Regions from separate parts of the Aedes aegypti genome. Here region 2 is linked to region 1. Evidence: chromatin contacts called from public Hi-C data. All regions are on one chromosome and are shown on one strand. Each heading gives the region's core, a stretch centred on a gene start, on an enhancer-like site or on the middle of the called end of the contact. The rest is flanking DNA. Distances are from core to core; before and after follow the strand shown.

Region 1 (4,089 bases), core at 145-2,644:
GGGTGCTTCAATGTTGAATTTGATTTTTGAAATTTTCAGCTTCATTGGTTAACGCCCAGAGTTGATACGTGGAGATCTATCCATAAATTTCAAAAACAGTGCAAAGATGTTGCCTTATGATCAACACTCCTACCTGTTTGTGTTGGTGTGCTGCGGGGTCTGTCCAAAGTGGGGCCAAGTTATCCACGCTTCAGCTAGCTCGTAAGGGAACCTCCCTTATTTTAGAAATCACTTAAATTCGATCCAGCTTCTTCCAATTTTGTTTGCTCTTCTCTCATTACGGGTTGCTCACTGCACTTAGCTTTCCAAAAGATTACCGCGTCTTGAAATCACCACCGAAATCGCTAGTAAATGATAAACAATTAATAGCTGGTAACTACACGATATTAAGCCACACCACAAGCTGCCTTTTTGACTTAACCACTGGCTTAACTACCACCACACTGAATCACCGTCGGGCGCACAAGACGGGAATTTTAAATTTTAAGCCACACTCCACACACTCTCAAAACAATGCTGAACTCTCGCGTAACAATTCTAAAGGGCCAATGATCAAATTGTAAACAAATCGGGTTTTGATACCATTCGATAGCATCTCCCACCACCCACAAACTATGCAAACATTGTCAACATAATCATAAAACTTACCGTTATAAACTCGGTTTTCAAAACGGCCAATAACCACTTTTTTCCAAATCATTCATTGGCCCCCGCTCGAAAAGGCCAATGATTGGTTCTCGCTCCATCAAGAGGGCCTACAATCGGAAAATTTCGCAAACTGTCATTGGCCTTAGCATGATGAGAGGCCAATGACTCTCTCTTGCTCATTCATTAAAAACCGAAAAGGCCTAGCCTTGGGCCAAGCACGCTAATAAAATTCTATTTTGGCCAATAAAAAAGGCCCATGCCTTGATGAAAATCGAAAATGGGCCAAGCATTTAAACTCATCATTTTTTCCACATATTTGTCAGTTTTCAGAATAAAATCGATTATTAGCATGTAGTAATAGTGAATCGTCACTCAACTAGCAAGAAATCACATTGATTGATTTGAATACTGAAAAATAGGAATCGAAAATGTGGTGAATAATATTCAAATCGAATTTTCTCAGAGTCAACGATCTGAGGATTGGCCCTTTTGAATTGTTACGCGAGAACTGGCCAAAATGCTCCACGGTTTCCGAGGAGAGCAGCCTGCAACCGTAAAGTAACGCACACCTTTTCGTTCCCGCTCTGGTCAGCGGTGTGCGTTTACGATACGGGGAATAACAACACAACACAAAAGCGTCTACCGATGCAACAGTAGCCTAATAACAACGGCACTGCCGTCGAAGGCTCGATACTAACTCGCAGGAGAAATAAACTAAACCGTTACGTACGGAATCTCGTCGCCGACTGAGGCAACAGACAGCGAACGGGCAACCGGCTGTGCGAGAAAGTGAACGGCTTTGGCTCACGATATGATGATGGGTGAGTCCGATGAGATGTGAGAATGTTTATGTTTTGTGCTGTGCAATAGGGTGTCTGTCAATATATACATTATAAAAATATAACGGATAGGAAAATGTTCGCATTGAAATAAGAATAATGCTTGTTGTTTTGACCTATCGATCTTTGTTTGAATTTTTTTGAAATACAGTCAAAATTCCGTAACTCGATATTGAGTTAGAGAACCATAAACTAAAATGAACGATGAAGTGGTACGAACCGTGAACCGTGAAGTTTTTAAATTTGCTATTCCAAAAAAGATTGACTAATCATGCACGCTTTTTGATGCGCGTTTTGTTCCTCCTCAATCCAATTGCATCGATAGCCCCGTGCGTAAGCGTTCACGTTGCATATTTTTAAACATAAAATGGTATTTTTTCTGTTGAAACGCCATGGTAAAATTAAATGCTCAAAATATCTAGAACAGGGTGTCGACCGAATTTTGAAAATAAAATTCCCTGACTTTCCCTGACCTTCCAGTCGTTTTCCAGAAAAAATCCTGGCCATGTCGATTGGTTTGTTTGGCAGAGTTTATGTTTTAGGTCGTATGAATAAACTGAGCAATAGTTTTAACGATAATTTTCTTAAAGTTGATATGATAAAACTGAGCACATGGGTATGCACTTTTCAAACTTGATAATTTGTAATAATAAAGCAGTAAAAGCTGAGTAGAAGCTAAGTAAATTCTGAGTCATCTACTGATCGTATTGAAACCTTCAATCGCAAAAGTTACTTTTAAAATTGTAGAAAACGATGTATTCGGATGTTGAACTACCTCAGATATAATTTCACAAGTTTCAGGCATAAAGGACATTTTTGGACACCTTCCGCAAGCTGATTATACCATTTTTATACATAAGACGTCACTCTATTAAGATCATTACTATGCTTTTTTATTGGAAGGACTTTTTTCCTGAAATTTGGCTACTTATTTTTAAGGTAAAATTACAGCCATTGTCAAAGAACTTTCTTTGAAAAAATCATCAAGGAATTCAATAAAAAAATCTCAGAAATTCCAATTTAAATTCTTAAATGTATTTTTCCAAGTATTCCTCCAGTACTTCTTTGTCCAGGAACTCCTCTAATATTTCTCCCAGAACCTGCTCAAATGTTTTATCCAATCACTTTAATATCACAAAGAATTATTGTTGTGAACGAACGGATTAGCAGGTGCATTGTGTCCCAATTTTCCCACCTGCTGTCCAGCTCGTCTCTATCATGAGCAGGGGTGCCATTATGCCAGATTAATCGGTTCAGTTACTTGCTCTAACTATAGTTCGATAAGAGCCTGTTGTGAAAAATGAGGCAAATTGGTGCAACCATTTTTGAGTGATGAGTATTTAGGTATTTAGCTATATAGGGGATGTCGATCTCTCAAAGCCAGGCTATCGACATGATGGAGACACCATCTTCTATGGTGACAGAGGGCTCGATTGGCTTGTCAGATAGATCGGGCCCGGGACATCCTGTCTACTGCAAATCGCTGCAGTTGATATAGGGCATGTCCATTGCCTGCTCAAAGCATTTCGGAATATTCTCAAAACCAAGTAATCAATGATCAATATCGACGCAGATTCCACAAATAAACGAGTTTTTTTTAGAGCTGGTGAAAAAATGGTACAAAACTATCGAAAAACCAAATAAATCATGGCGAAATGAATGAAATGAACTAATAAATAATAGACATAACACATATTGTTCTTACAAACAATTAAAAAAAGGATTTAAATTAACCTTTTTATTTTAGCTCGATCTACGGGAAGATGTCCTACTAACCTTCCAAGTAATCACACAAACTATCAAATAATTATCGATCAGATTCCTTCAAATTAAATTCCTGAAAGTTCTGCTTCCATGGATTTTATGGATTCACAAATCTTAGATAATGATCTTCATAATTTTTGGAGAATTTCCTGTATATTCTCAGAACAAAAATCAAACTGGACATATATGTAAGTAAGCTCCTGAATAAAATCCTGAAGTAACGCTTGGAATTCACGATATTTTCATGAAATCCTGGAAAATTGAAATTGAAAAATCATAATTGAAATAGATAGCAAAATGGACAAATATCAATATAACAGCACTTTGCGGTATTATCTTTATTGATTCCAGAAACGACATAATAACAAAATAAGGAATTATGTCTAGCAGATTTGTGCTCTTGAAATTTTGAGATACGGTTTTCATCTTCACCTAAACACGAGAATCTTCATTGGTTGTTCTCTATATTTCGTATTATCAGTTTAACTTGGATATTTTGGGCTAACTATTAAAGATTCACATGATTTGATGAAGTGAGTTCCATTTTTCCTCAAGATTTTGAAGAGAAGACAATGATTTGATCTAGCAAACTTTAGAATTAAATATTAATAAAGCAAGCTACGCCAACTTTGAAGAAATTGTTCAGAGAGCACAGTTGATGCTTTTCATTTCAGAAAATTTTGGATTCTAAGAATAAGTATAGGTAGTAAAGTACATCTCACTTTCATATGCATAAAAGCGTCTTCTCAATCAACTTGTTTGGTGTTGTAGTATTGAATATTTTTCCCTGACCTTTAGTGAAATTCCCTGACTTTCCCTGACTTTCCAGGTCAAAAAT
Region 2 (4,645 bases), core at 2,110-4,609, 60 kb before region 1:
AGGGAAAGTCAAACTGTCCGCGATGACCTTTCCGTACCGACCGATGTGCCAAACTACGATCGTTGCTGTAGGGGCCATTTCTGCGCTCAACGTAATGGACAGCGTTCGCACACCACCAGATATGATTTCCTGTCCGGTTACCAGCACGATTCCCTTGGACATGACAATGTAATGGAAGTCCTTAATGTAGAAATTGCTCTGCACGTGGAATATCATGTATTCTCCAACCTTGGCGTCCCTTGTGCTCGTCAGAACCTTTATATTATGGTTGTTCGGGGAGAAGTGTGATAGCAGCAGAAGTTCAGCGCTCGCCCGTTCACCCGATGGGTGGATGTAGTTCGCCGAGAGTCGCATCGATTGAATTTGATTCAGAAACTCATTCGTCTGCTTGCTGTTCTCCAGATTAAGATCGTTGCGAAGATCGATTTTCAATTCCCAGACTCCAGGCTTGTCCGACATTTGCAATTCCTTGACGTCGTATGTGTTGCGGCCTCCACCGCTTCGGCTATCGATCGTGCCGGATAACTCCATCCGACCTGGATATAGCGGATCGATTGGTAACGGTGATCCGTCGTGGTATTCCGCGATCAGGTACACCGTGAACGGCATCGAGGGTTTGAATACCTGGGGAGAGTTGCCCATAAAGGCAACTCGAATCGAAGAATTGTAGATCCGTGTCATGGCATAGCCTTCAATGACTTCGTCGTAGAATCTTTCTCCTACACGGGCCGTGATTAACACTTCCATTCCAGCGAGATTACTTTGGAACAGTTGGGACAGTTCTGACATCGGGAACTTGAAGTGATACGTTCCGTTGAAGTATCTTAAGTATGGCAGGGATTCTCTGTAGGTGTTTGTCCACGAATCCCATTGCTCGGCAGAATCTATCGGTTTCTTGATCCAGAAAGGCCACTCTTCATCAAAGTTGAAATGTCGTTCGATCACATAGCTGTCCTGATAGTTCGACTGATACCTTTGATCTTGGTATTGGCTGTCTGGTTGGTTGAGCTGGCTTGTGAAGGTTGACTGAGCGTTGAACAGATCCGGGTTCGTGTATTGCAGGTAGTATGGGATGTTAGGGTCCAACTCTCGACGGTTGCCGGTATTCCATACTCTGTTCATGTGGTTGATAGCTTTGGGATTCATCCAACCAATTGGACGAATGGTAGCCTTAAGTGTTAGGTTACCTCTCGTGGGTGTTCCATTGGTAAAATTGGCCATGATTTTCCCGTGAATGAACGGATCGGTTTGGAAGAAGAAAGCAGGCATGGTTACGTTCACTTCAAATCTCGTCTGATAATATTCCTCCACACTGAATTTTCCTTCCTCGATTTGACCTTGGGCAATCACACGAATTCTCCATTCACCGAACATCGGTTGATCAGACAGTTTGTACTCTAAGCTAACAGATCCCAAGTTGGATTGCCTAGACAGCCATCGCCGCATGATGTGTCCAGTAGGATCGAGCATGTAGACATCGACGGCATTGTCGAAGCCTTTCAGTTCAGTAGTAATCGGGATCGTTCTGAATCGCACCATTTCTCCCTGCATGTAGACCGGTTTGTCCGTTTGAATGAAGATCGTCATTGATCGTTGCGAGAAAGTCAGTTTGGTCTCGTTCACGAAAATGTACCCGCCGAAGGTGTTTTCGTAAGAACCTTCCACTCGTAGTTTATAGTCGCCGACTACGCTGGTCGGAGGGATACGCATAAGTAGCGTTTCCGGGATACCAACGCGTACCGATTTCAGTTCGCTACTAAGTTCTACGCCGTCACGGGAGATACTAGCGCGTACAGCCATAGGATGTTGCGCCTCCAGCAGATTCACCGATACCTTGTAAATCTGACCGGGACGGACCATGCGGGATGCCACGACAAAGTACGTGATCTCCTTATTCAACGGATTGTTGGATTGGTCCAGGAAAACATTTCTGTTGCTCTGCGGATTGAATGTTCTCGGTCGAGGGGTTGTGCCGAATCGCGTACCAGGAAACTCCCGAGGCGTCGTCGATTGGAATAGTACATCTCGATCACGATCGCGATCGCCACGGCTGGGATCGAACCGATTGTCGATGCTGTTCGAGTCGGTCCCGTAGAAATCTCGACTGCCAAAGCTTGGATTCCGAGGATCGTTGCTCGCGGTTGGGTTTGACTGAGGCTGGAAATTGCTTGAGGTAGGATTGTATCGTTGTCGATTGAACGGATCGAGTGGATTGTATCGTGGCACGTCGTTGGGATTCTGTTGCTGTTGGGCCCAGGTTAGAATCGAAGGGAAGCCGAATAACAGCAGGAGCACACCCGACCAGGTCGGATGCCACCGACGGGTCATGCTGCCGCCGTGGTCGCTATTTTGATGAGTTCTGAAAGCAGATGGGAGAAAAAAGGAATTAATATAAGTATACTAGAAAACGATTTAAATATAAATTAGGATTGAAGTAAATCTGCAATTATTCGACAGGCAAACAGACGAAACTCTGTAGAAAATTGTAGTACCACGTTTAATCCATAATTTTAAATCTTTTAAGTTTTCTTATGTTCTTTCACTTGCACCTTCTGCGTGGCGATTTGCTTTGGACGAACATTTTTCTTACACTTACGTCTATTTGTCTTACTTTCTTCATCTTTATCTTCGACTAAATTAATTCAAATCTCTAGAGAAATTAATCGTTTCCCATTTTTCACCCTACACGGAGCAGTAAATTAAATTAGCATTTTGACTGGATAGGTTCGCGGTTGTTGAATGAAAGCAGTACATCAATCGACAGGGCAACCGATATTCCGGTGTCTGTTTTTCGTCAGGGTTTGGTGGCGAAATACAATACCGAACTACGTATCCAGAAAAAGAAACCACACTCAACTGATAATTATTTATGACACGCATTTTGTACTGCCCACTGCAATCGTGACACCACCCATCCCTAATATTCTATCTATACCTGAGGCAAAGCATCAGCACATTCTATATCAATTGCCAAACTTCTTCCCGCCACCTCCGCAATAGAGCTCCAGAACCATCAGAACGTAGCAATTTTTCGGTTGATGGATGATTGCGCTGTGAGATGGCGGGTTCCCCATTGCATGTTTCCGTTCTACAGCGGTCTATCCGCAGACCCATTGCACAGTTGACGGGTGAGCAAAATTAGTCGAACATTAAATTTTGTTCAACTGTCACAATACCGATTGCCGGACAATAGGACATTCGGACTGTCGTCACAACATTAAAGTTCCATGGCATTCAAATTGTCCGACTGAAGCTTTGTTTAAATTTTGAAGTTCATTGATTTGCTTGTCGTAGGTCTATGCAAAACGAGACCTCTCTGCTGAGCGTGTAACGCTGATGACTCTAATGCTGCCTGTATTGTGGGTGTCGTAGTGTTAACGTGAAGTGTGACGATGAGGTTGGGACAGGCATGAAGCGCAACGGTTAGTTAATGATGAATGAATGAATCATCGTGCTGGAATCGCTTGTCCAATGAGTAGGGGCGTAGGTCACTTTGCGTAAGCAAACTTATGTAGGTATAGGGAATTTTCGAGTTTAACTCGGATGGATTGTGACTGCTGTGGTCAATCGTTATCGATTGAAAGAATCACTGATCGAAAGAGTCGAGACAAACTTGTGGTATCGAATTAATGCAATTTTGTTTATAGATTTTGTTGAAGTAATTGTCGAGACCCAACATCTGATATTTCTATAACATCCAAAAAAAAAAATTGTGAATCAATTTATCTCAAGCAGGGCTGGGAAAAAATCTGAAATTCATTCTACAGTAGTCAAACAAAGCCAATCGCAGTCAGCGAAGCGAAGTCAGTGAAAATCACGCCCATCGCTGCTGTAGGCAAAGAGCCTTGAAAATTGCAAAAAACCCGTTGCTAAGGGCAACCCAAAATTACTGTAGAAAAATGTTCTATTTTCCGCTGCATTTCCCGCATTTATTGCTGTTTGCGTTTGACGTGCAAATCCAGTCTAACTGAACTTCAAATGCGGTAACACCAAGTAACCAAAGGATACTTAGCAACCATGATGCATATCACCGCCAACCTAGCAAAGAAAATCAAATTTTGACTTCGCCTTCCTTGTTGAAAATCTTACCGCATTTGGTGTTCCCGCATTTGATATTTGCATTTCAAATGTACACAGCAATATAGCCTTCAATGACACTAACGATTTAGAAAATTCATGCACCCAACATAGGCTACTTGATGAGATTCACATTTTTGAACTACTGTACTGATCTCAAGTCACTTCACACATACACACTTAGATTAAATTACTGGGGTCGGTAAAATTTTACTGGTTTTTGGAACTACCGAAAGAGTCAGTAAAATGGAAACTGTCGCCACGCGTAATTAAAAAGCAAATTTCACCATGTTTGATTTTTTATCAATATATGATGTAGAAAGAAAGCTCCCTGCAAAATTTCAGTAAAAAATCTCTGTTTTTCGATTTCTGACATTTTTTTTAGTTTACTGTTTTTTTTTGTAGTTTAAAAAACCCAGTTATGTTTACGAACAGATTGAGTGTGTAGATTAGGTACAGAAACACAGATAACATCAGATCTAAACATTTTCTAAAACAGATCAAACTCGAAGTTTTTTTTTCGAAATCTCCATTTCCATCTTTTAAATACTACTTACTGAAGTATTGC

Evidence for each region. Hi-C and Micro-C count contacts between places; a contact is called where the count stands out from the background.
Region 2: a contact with region 1 is called in a Hi-C map of whole pupa, with 1.7 times the contacts expected there. The contact joins the enhancer-like site here to the promoter of LOC5576030 in region 1. A contact is called at or near these places in 2 of 2 Hi-C or Micro-C datasets (whole body and whole pupa).

What each region holds. Positions count from the first base shown.
Region 1 is chr2:384,303,097-384,307,185 of AaegL5.0, reverse strand. LOC5576030 (CD109 antigen) reads right to left here and starts at 1,394. Exons shown (of 9, transcript XM_021846922.1): 1 at 1,347-1,394; 2 at 134-344.
Region 2 is chr2:384,364,710-384,369,354 of AaegL5.0, reverse strand. It overlaps LOC5576030 (CD109 antigen), which reads right to left. Exons shown (of 9, transcript XM_021846922.1): 3 at 1-2,359. The coding sequence starts at 2,328. Among protein-coding and RNA genes, the nearest start is that of LOC5576031, 14 kb to the left of the region's middle. Within about 2 kb of position 3,359, at least 2 of the 3 cell types and tissues checked have open chromatin away from gene starts, as enhancers often do.